2 separate regions of the Rattus norvegicus genome follow, and region 1 is linked to region 2. Evidence: chromatin contacts called from public Hi-C data. All regions are on one chromosome and are shown on one strand. Each heading gives the region's core, a stretch centred on a gene start, on an enhancer-like site or on the middle of the called end of the contact. The rest is flanking DNA. Distances are from core to core; before and after follow the strand shown.

The links. Hi-C and Micro-C count contacts between places; a contact is called where the count stands out from the background.
Region 1: a contact with region 2 is called in a Hi-C map of mammary epithelial cells, with 3 times the contacts expected there. The contact joins the promoter of Tsc22d2 here to the promoter of Pfn2 in region 2. A contact is called at or near these places in 3 of 12 Hi-C or Micro-C datasets (the A7r5 cell line, Schwann cells and mammary epithelial cells) and 1 of 1 datasets of contacts at active chromatin or transcription factors (oligodendrocytes).

The regions. Positions count from the first base shown.
Region 1 is chr2:144,795,324-144,799,403 of GRCr8, reverse strand. Tsc22d2 (TSC22 domain family, member 2) reads right to left here and starts at 2,364. Exons shown (of 4, transcript NM_001191960.1): 1 at 443-2,364. The coding sequence starts at 2,364.
Region 2 is chr2:144,219,688-144,224,306 of GRCr8, reverse strand. It overlaps Pfn2 (profilin 2), which reads left to right and starts at 1,371. Exons shown (of 3, transcript NM_030873.2): 1 at 1,371-1,632; 2 at 3,589-3,781. The coding sequence starts at 1,501. All of the region lies in intron 1 of Rpl12-ps2 (ribosomal protein L12, pseudogene 2), which reads left to right.

The DNA of each region.
Region 1 (4,080 bases), core at 1,115-3,614, 570 kb before region 2:
TCACTGATGGAGACTGCTTCTATTCCATTCCTTCCCTGCCCCCAGGAAAAGGCTCTCTGGTTTTCTGTCTTAAAGAGTTTCAAAACTAACTCAGGCAAAACTGCAATAAGCACTCAAAAGTAATTACTACCTTAGAAAGGGACTCTCTTACTAAGGGTGGGGGCAATACCAGCTCTCATCTTTAAACTGTTAAGCTGAAATAAATATACCAACGGCGTTGAACCACTATCCATTTAATTTCTTAAAAAGAAAACAAAAACAAAACAACAACAACAAAAATCCCGTGACTTTTGTCTCCTTACTCCCAAACTTTGAATTGATTTTTACCAAACTTAAGTTTTAAAAATAAAGACCTTAAGTGGAAACAAACAAACTCACTCCCAAAACTGCATCTATTTGGGCAAGCAACTCTACCAGATGTTCAAAATAAAAATTTACCTACCTGTCTTCATCACCATCAACAGGAATAGCTATGCTGAATACAGAGGTGGCCAGACTGTTCATAGGTGTTAATTGAAGAGGGTTTGCCAGGGCATCTGCAACTGGAGGCTTCACAACAGGCTTATTTTCAGCAATGAGAGAAAGTGGTGCTTGAGGTAGGGGTTCTGATTTTCTTCTAGTATCGTCAATTTGCCTGACTAAAGACTGGGTCTGAGTCTGAAACTGGCTTAGATCAGACTGTGGTAGACTTGTTGGTGCACTGTGTGTGCCTTGCGCTAAGGGTGGACCAACTTGCTGGATGACGCTGCTGCTCCGGCTGACTGGCGTATGGCCGCTCAGCTGCTGAGACTGGCCCAGAGGCGCGGGTACATTTGGCATAGTAACAGAAGTGGTGGGCACAACAGGCACGCTTGGAACGGGTACCGCTGCAGGCACGTTTGGAACTCCGGGCACCACGGTGTGAGGACCACCAGGCACGGCTGACAGCTGAACACTGCCACCCATATGTGGCGGAGGCTGCACGGACTGGGGCTGCCCAACCCCGGTCAGCCCAGAGCCAGGCTGCACCACGCCTCCTATAGCAGCTGGGGCCACTCCGGCCGGCTGACAAGGAGCGGCCTGGCCCACGGGAACCGGACCCGGGGCCACGACTTCACTGGGCTGGGCAGAGGCGCCCATCATCTGGGCACCCAAGGAAGAAACGCTCTGGCCAGATCCCAGAGGAAAGCTGGCCGCTGAAGCAGAGGTCGCGCTAGCGCTGGTAGACAAGGGCTGCGCAGGGCTTGGTGGCTGCAGGGCCACGTGCGGCGGCAGGTACTCACTCTGGCCCGATGGCTGGACCGGCAACAAATGCCCGGGTGGTATCGGAGGCTGGGGATAGGCGAACTGCTGTGACAACGAGGAGCCGACCGCCGGGCCAGGCTGAGCTGTCAGGGCCACAGGCTGTGCCAGGTTGACATTCGGCGGCGGCGGCAGCCCCTGGCCAACAGGCCCGGGGAGGGCGCCGCCGGCTACGGCTCCCTGGAGCTGAGTTGGCTGAGTGGCTGCCGTCATTGGCTGCGACCCGGTCGCTGCTCCGGGGAACAGCGGCAGCGACACCGAACTTGGAGCCACAGCCCCACCTACGGGCGGTGGAGGCTGTGGCTGCCCAACGCTGAAACTCTGCGGCTGGGCGAGAGTGGGCTGGCTCATTTTCTCCGACGGGGGTAGCTGTGACACAGCAGTCAAGGAGCTGTCAGTTCCCGAGTCCAGCCCGTGCGCCCCCTGCATGGAGGCCACCACCACCACCACCGACCCTCCGGTGGCGCCCAAGCCGCTGTCCCGCTCTGCAGTCTGCTCCAAAGTATTGCTGTGTCTAATGCAATCCCCGGACCTACTGAGGACGCTACTATCTGAATCCCGCTCGTAGTATTCCATACACGTCCATCGGCCGCGCCGATACGGCTCTCCGCTCCCGTGGTCTAGTTTGATCACGCGGAAACGGGAACTACAAGTGGCAGGGGGCTGAGATGGAGTTGCACTACTTGGCCCAGGAGCAGACACTGAAGTGGCAACCGCCGCCAGGGTCTGGGAGAGTGCCCCTGCCACGCTCCGGGCCGGCACGCCGCCGCCTCCGTTGGCGGGCACAGCTGAAGCGGCTGCCAGCTGCCCATCTAGGATGAGGTTCGGGGACACAGTCCCGGGAGTTTCCGCATCCCCGACATTGTTGAGCGTCTCTTCCGAGGAGCTGCGCTCGCACACCTCCTCTGGGCCGTAATCCGTGGCCCGAGAAACGTCGAAGATCTCGGAGGACACGTCCTCCGTGCGCGACTCGTCCGGGTCGTCCAGGCTCTCGGTGTCCTCGGTGATGCTAGTGGCCACCTGGGCCGTGGTGACACTGGTGATCTGGAAGCAGCTCTTCTTCTTGGCCGGCATCTTGGACATGGTGGAAAAGGCTGGAGGACAGAGGCTCCTCTGGGACCCCACCGGAAACCGAGAAGGGCCGAGCACGGGCCCCCAAAGACAAAGTCCGAGTTCGCGCCTGGGTCTACGGCCCACGCCGCAAGTCACGGGCTGCTCTGGGCGCCGGCGTCTAGGCGCGACATCCTCCTCCTTCCTTCTCACCTCCCGCGGCAGTGGTGCCTCAATTCAACCCGTCAGTGACGGTCCGAGCGTGGTTCAGGGGCGGGCCGGCTGCTCGCACAGCTCAGCCGCCGCGGTCAGTCCAGCCCGGCGCTCGGCGCGGTCAGCAGGCCCGGCTGGGGGTGGAGCGCAGGGCGCAGGAGGCGGCGGCGGCGGCGTGAGGGGCGGTTCTGCCCCGCTCGGGCTCTTTTGGCCGGGTCCCGCGGCTGCTCCCGCGCGGCGACGCGGAGGAAGAAGGCGGAGCGGCGAGGCCGGGACCGGCGCTTCCTGACGGGGCTGGAGGTCCGCGGCGGGAGGCAGCCCTCCGTCCCGGGCTCTAGCCCGAGCGCAGTCCCGGGGCCATGCCGGCGGTGGCGGCGGAAGCCCGCTCGGGGGCGGGGAAGGCCGGCAGTCTGGCCTCCCTCAGGGAGCCACCCGCTGCGGCGGGCCCGGCCTCCTCGCGGCTCTGAGGCGCGTGAGGGGCGGCGGCGGCTGAAGGAACGGCAAGCGTGCGGAGGCGCTCGGCGGCGTGAGGGGGACCGGTGGAGGCGTCTTCCGCTTCTCCTCGGCGCGGCCGGTTCGTAGACTCCGGAAAAACTGAAATTCAAACTGCTGAAGCAGCGGCTGCAGCTCCCTCCACTCGGCCAAGATGGGGCTGAAATGGCCGCGCCAGGGATGCTGGGAGGAGCAGCAGCCCCGCAGCCGCTGCCGCCGCAGACTAAAATGCCGCCGCTGCCGCAGCCACCGCCAGCGCCGCAGCCGCCGCCGTTCCGTGACGCGTCGGCGTCGTGACGTCACCGCCCCGCCCCCTCCGGTTTCCTGCAGCTTCTCGTGGAGGCTTGAGGGGGGTTCGTGGGCGGGGCCAAAGGGCAGAGAAAAGGGAGCGGGTTCTTTATTTAAAATTTTTTCAAATTTAAATTTTACGCTGCAGGTTCATTAGGAGTTGAGACGCCAGAGGACGGTTTTTATTTGCAATCCTGGAACGTCGCACGGTTTAGTGCCGGCGTGTGGAAATCCTGGATGACCCGAGGTCATGTGCTGGGTCTAACGTTTAACAGAGTCTTAGTGGAACCCGGGTGATAGGGGAGAAAAGTAGGGCGATCCAGCTGCAGAAGAGATGTATGTCTGGAGAAAGCGAGTCGCGTTAAAAAGCCCTGAAAATATGATAGTCGGAGAAGTGAGATTTAAGAGAAACGAGGGTGACAAACACAGAACAGCAAGCCAGACTGAATTAGAAAGATGATCTTTCAGACAGAAATTCTGTTTTCAACAACAGCGTTAGGGATGATTACTTGCCCAGAGTAAAGTCGGGTTTCGAAAAAGATTAGGAGTTAGTAACATATTCCAAATTTCCCAGGATTTGCTGTGATTCAAGCCTGCAAGAGTTCATTTAACTTTTGAGACGTTGAACGTGAAATCTGCTTATAGGTTCCAAAGTTGAAGAGCCTATGGTGTTAAATAAGTGGAGCTCTTTTGATTGTGCTAAGGCCTTGTTGTTACTTGGTTTGCATCATGCACAATAAAATACCTCTTTCTTCC
Region 2 (4,619 bases), core at 122-2,621:
TATTTTTTTTAAAGCCCAATAAATAAATAATAAATAAAAGTTCAGTGATGCTATTATAAAATTGTCAGTGTGCTCCACAACTTTAAACTTGATGATAGTTTGCAATCTACTGGAGCTTTCTTTCCCTTAATAAGCAGGTCGGGTTTGTCACCTCAAACTGGTCATCGTTGGGGAACATCTGATGCTGAGTCTAGACCCAGCACATAAAGTTAATAAAGATGTAGGAGAATGTTCGGAGACTCTTAAACCATTTCCCACCCTGTCATATACAAGTCTTCCTCGGATGTAGATTCTGAATTATTTTCACCATTTAGTACAGTGGGTCTCAACCTGTGGGCCTCAAACCCTTTGGGGGCACATATCAGATATTTACATTATGATTCATAACTAGCAAATTTACAGTTATGAAATAGCAACAAAATAATTTATGGTTGGGGGGTTAGCACAACATAGGTAACTGTGTTAAGGGGTCACGCTCAGCATTAGGAAGTTTGAGAACCACTGGTCTAGTTCAATGAATCTTTTCTAGCTCGACTATTCTTTGTATTTCGTGGATGTATTTAACGCACAGTAACTTTTCCAGTTACCAAGTACGCATAGGGTCTGGTTTTTTTGTTTTGCTTTGCTTTGCTTTTTTTAGTTAGAATTTCTGGACCGTTGAGCCCCATGTGTGATTAGCAGCACTGCGTTCAGGGCAAAAGCTCCACTGAACCTGGAGTTCCTCGTACTCAAAGGAGGCAACAAAGAGCTGCGCTGCTCCGTTGCCACTGCTCTGATTTCAGGAGCGTGCGAGGCGCAGCTGGCCAAGGTCTTTCAAGAGACACCTCCCCAAGTGTGGGCAACCCGCACTGGCCGCTCCCACTACAAAGAGTAAACCCTCGTCTGCATCCCGTCACCAGGGCAACCCTGCCACCCGACACCGGTGCTGTCAATAAATACCGCGTCCAGGGCTGGCACTTGAGGAGTGAGCACCGCGGCCGCCGTGCACCCAGAGCTCTGGCACCCTACGGCGCCCACTCAAGCTGCCTCGCCTCATAGCCTGCGGTGAAGCCTCCGCCGCCGCGCCCCAGCCCTGCTCCCGCTCGCCTGCCGCACGTGTGGGCCGTGATTGTCCCCGGCGGTATCCCTCCGCGCCCCCGCCTCAGCTCTCCCGCCCTCCCCGGGACCCTCGCCGGCTGCGCTGCGGAAGGATCGCACGCACGCGCGTACACGTCCCGCTGGCCGCGGAGAGCCGAGGGAGCTGCGGTGTGAGTCGGCCGTCGCCAGCCCCGCTGCAAGCGTCGCTCAGCCGCTGGCCCCTGAGCCCCGCGGCCGCGGCCGCCCGGCGCTCCCCGCTGCGGGTCCTGTCCCCGCCCGCCGCAGTTCCCCGGAGAGGGGCGGTCGGTGCCTGCGCAGAGCCGCCTCCTCCCCGCCCCCGCCCCGCCTCCACCGCCGCCGCCGCCGCCGCTGCTGCTGCGCCTCTGCTCCTGCCGTCCCCGCTGCAGTGCGAAGGGCTCGAAGATGGCCGGTTGGCAGAGCTACGTGGATAACCTGATGTGCGATGGCTGCTGCCAGGAGGCCGCCATTGTCGGCTACTGCGACGCCAAATACGTCTGGGCAGCCACGGCCGGGGGCGTCTTCCAGAGCATCACGGTGAGGCCCGGGGGCGCCGAGCCGGCAGGTGTGCGGCGGGCCTGAGGAAGGGGACGCCCGCCCGCGAGGAAGGGGATGAGGCCGGGGCTGAAGGATAGGGTACCGCCGGCTGAGGAAGGGCATGCAGCCGGGGGGGCCCCCGTGCCAGCCGCTGAGCCTGGGGATGCTGCCCGAGGCCGCGCGGGGGCGGGGCGGCCGGACTCTTCGCCCCGGCGGCGCCCCGGCTTGCGGCTGCCAGGGTGGAGGAGGGGACGTCACCCCGGGAGGCCCCTCAGCGTTCGGGGAGCCCGGCGGGCTGCAGTGCAGGTCCCCGGGTGTGGGCGGGAGGTCCTAGGCAGCAGGCTGGCCCTGGCTCGGCAGTGTGCGCGGGATGTGGGTGGCGGCGGTGGCCGGGTCCCGGGAATTAATGGAGTGACTTTGCGTAGGCTTGCGGGTGTCCAGGCCTCCTAGGCTGGAGAGAAAGGTACGCGGACCACGTAGGTGGAATCGTGAATCTACTTCAGCTGTGGCTCTATAGTTTTTTTTTTCCTCCAAGATGGCGAACTGCCATTGATTTCTCTTCTCCACCTATAGAGATTCATCGATATACTGTTATCCCCAGTTACGCAACATAGCTCTAAAAAGGGGATGGTTTAAGGGTGATTTAAAAAAAAAATCTGGGGAGTCGCTGGGGGGGGGTGACACTTCTCAAGTCACTCCCTCTTTAGTGATGGTAGTAAAAGAACTAATACCGATATCTGCTTCACGTTGTCTCATCTTCATGTGACTTGATGGCATTTGACTCGGTTGCCACACGTTTGGAGTATATTCGTCAATCAGCCTCCAGCACTGCTTATTGTTATGCTCGTTTCTATGCAATGCTCTTCTTTAAAATTTTGGCACCAGTATCAAGTACAAGACCATTCCCTTAATTTCTTAGTTCCACACTCCCACTCCCTTCCCATCACCTAGGAAAAATCAAGTCCCATATCACAGGTGCTCAGCATTTTACTACTTAACATGGTTTAATATATCAGTGTGGATTCAGTCCATGATAGGAGTGCTTTAAGATCTCCTGTCCCCATGTGAGAGATCACAATTCCTACAGCGAATTGACATTTGGTGATTTAACTTTTTTTTTCTGCAGTCTTGCCTTTGTGTGTGAGTTCCCGCTGTCTGGCTTAAGAAGATTGCGGGAGTATGCTTGGAAATGGCTGGGGCCTGCTATGACTCTGCAGTTCTGATGGGGGCGACGCCTTCCTTCTTATTCATGGAATGTTAGAATGAACGTATTCTCTTTTCTATTCTGCCGGCTAACTCACTTTCCTTACCAATGCCCCTCCATTTTCTCTCTGATTTTACTATTGGTTACTGCAGTGCTGTAGACAGACTCCACACTGCATTTGTCCAGAAGGAAAAGCTGATTATTGAATGGAAGGGCAAGGCAAGTTGGAGAGAAAAAAGTGGCTAGAAAAATAGGAGGGAAAAACGAACTTGGAAATGCCCCACAGTGATGGAGGTGGTGTTTGAGGCTCACACTGCCAGGGATATTTCAATCTGCTCGAAACAGAGAAGTGAGCAGGTTTATCTGGGTAGACTTTCACTCAACTTTAACTTTGATGCAACATGACTAATGTGGCTGAATGTGACAGACAAGCTTTTGTAAGAGCTTATAGCTGAATCTTTACAATTACATAAGCACCTTCAAGTAGCACCTGACTTGATATAGTTTATAAATAACTCAATTTCAGTTTGTAGCCGGTGTCAACTGCCAACTGTTTAGGGAGACTCTTTGTACCGTTGCTATACTCTGGCTTTTAGTTAGCAGACCTCACTGCAAAAGCAAACTAATGTGTAAATCATGTAACCGTGTAATGATAAAAACAAGAACAATCAAGATATTTACATCAGCACACAGTTTGTTGTATCAAATTCTGATTAACTGTAATTTTTTTCTTCTTTGTTTTGGGTGGCCAGCCAGCAGAAATAGATGTGATTATAGGAAAAGACCGGGAAGGTTTCTTTACCAATGGTTTGACTCTTGGAGGAAAGAAGTGCTCTGTGATCAGAGATAGCCTATACGTTGACTCGGACTGCACAATGGACATCCGGACAAAGAGTCAAGGTGGGGAGCCAACATACAACGTTGCTGTTGGCAGAGCTGGGAGAGGTAAGCAAGCTGGTTTTTTGTGCCTGAAAGTTGCATGCCACGTTAGAACTTGGGTTTCTTTAATGGTTTAAGTAAAGATTCGTTCCTAGAGACTCTTAAGGGGGTTTGTGAGCTGCTCAGCACTGAAGGCTGGCACTGCTACCATCTCGTCTGTTTCAGAGTGGTGCGTACGCGCCTCACTCCTCCCCCTGACTGCTGTAAACTGCCACAGCTTTAGTAATCTTAACAATGGAAAGTTGCCTCTTAAGCCGTCATGTTAGGATGCTGGGGTATATGTGGTTGTTAAACTGTTCTGGTCACTTAGTTATTTTTGTGTCTAATTAGTCTTGTAGAGCTCTCCTTTAATGTTTCCTTAGATTTGAAATCCGTTCCCTGCTCATCATAAAAAGGAAACAATCACATTGTTTTATTTTTCTGCCAGGAACATTTCGGAAGAAGAGAGAAATAATCTAGAGTTTTAGAGTACATGTCCCATTTATTAAAATACTTCCAAAGAATGAGATTTTAATTTGAAAAGTAGGAAACTACATGCAGTTTATATACTTGGCCCACAAACTCTGGTACCAGTTTCTAGACTTGGTAATAAAAATTCTGATCTCAATATGGCGTAAAAAATTTAATATTTCATAGAGAACCTTTGAGATTGAAATTTACACTGGCATCTCACTGACAAATACATTTATGCATTAACTTGTATAACTGCATCATTTGGCAAAGTTAGCACACAACAGTTCTGCAGTGTGAGCCTAGTGAGTTATAATTTAATGCTGTGGGTGTCTGAGGTGTGATTTGTTTCATAAACAAATCACATAAAACAAGATAACTTTAAAACATACAA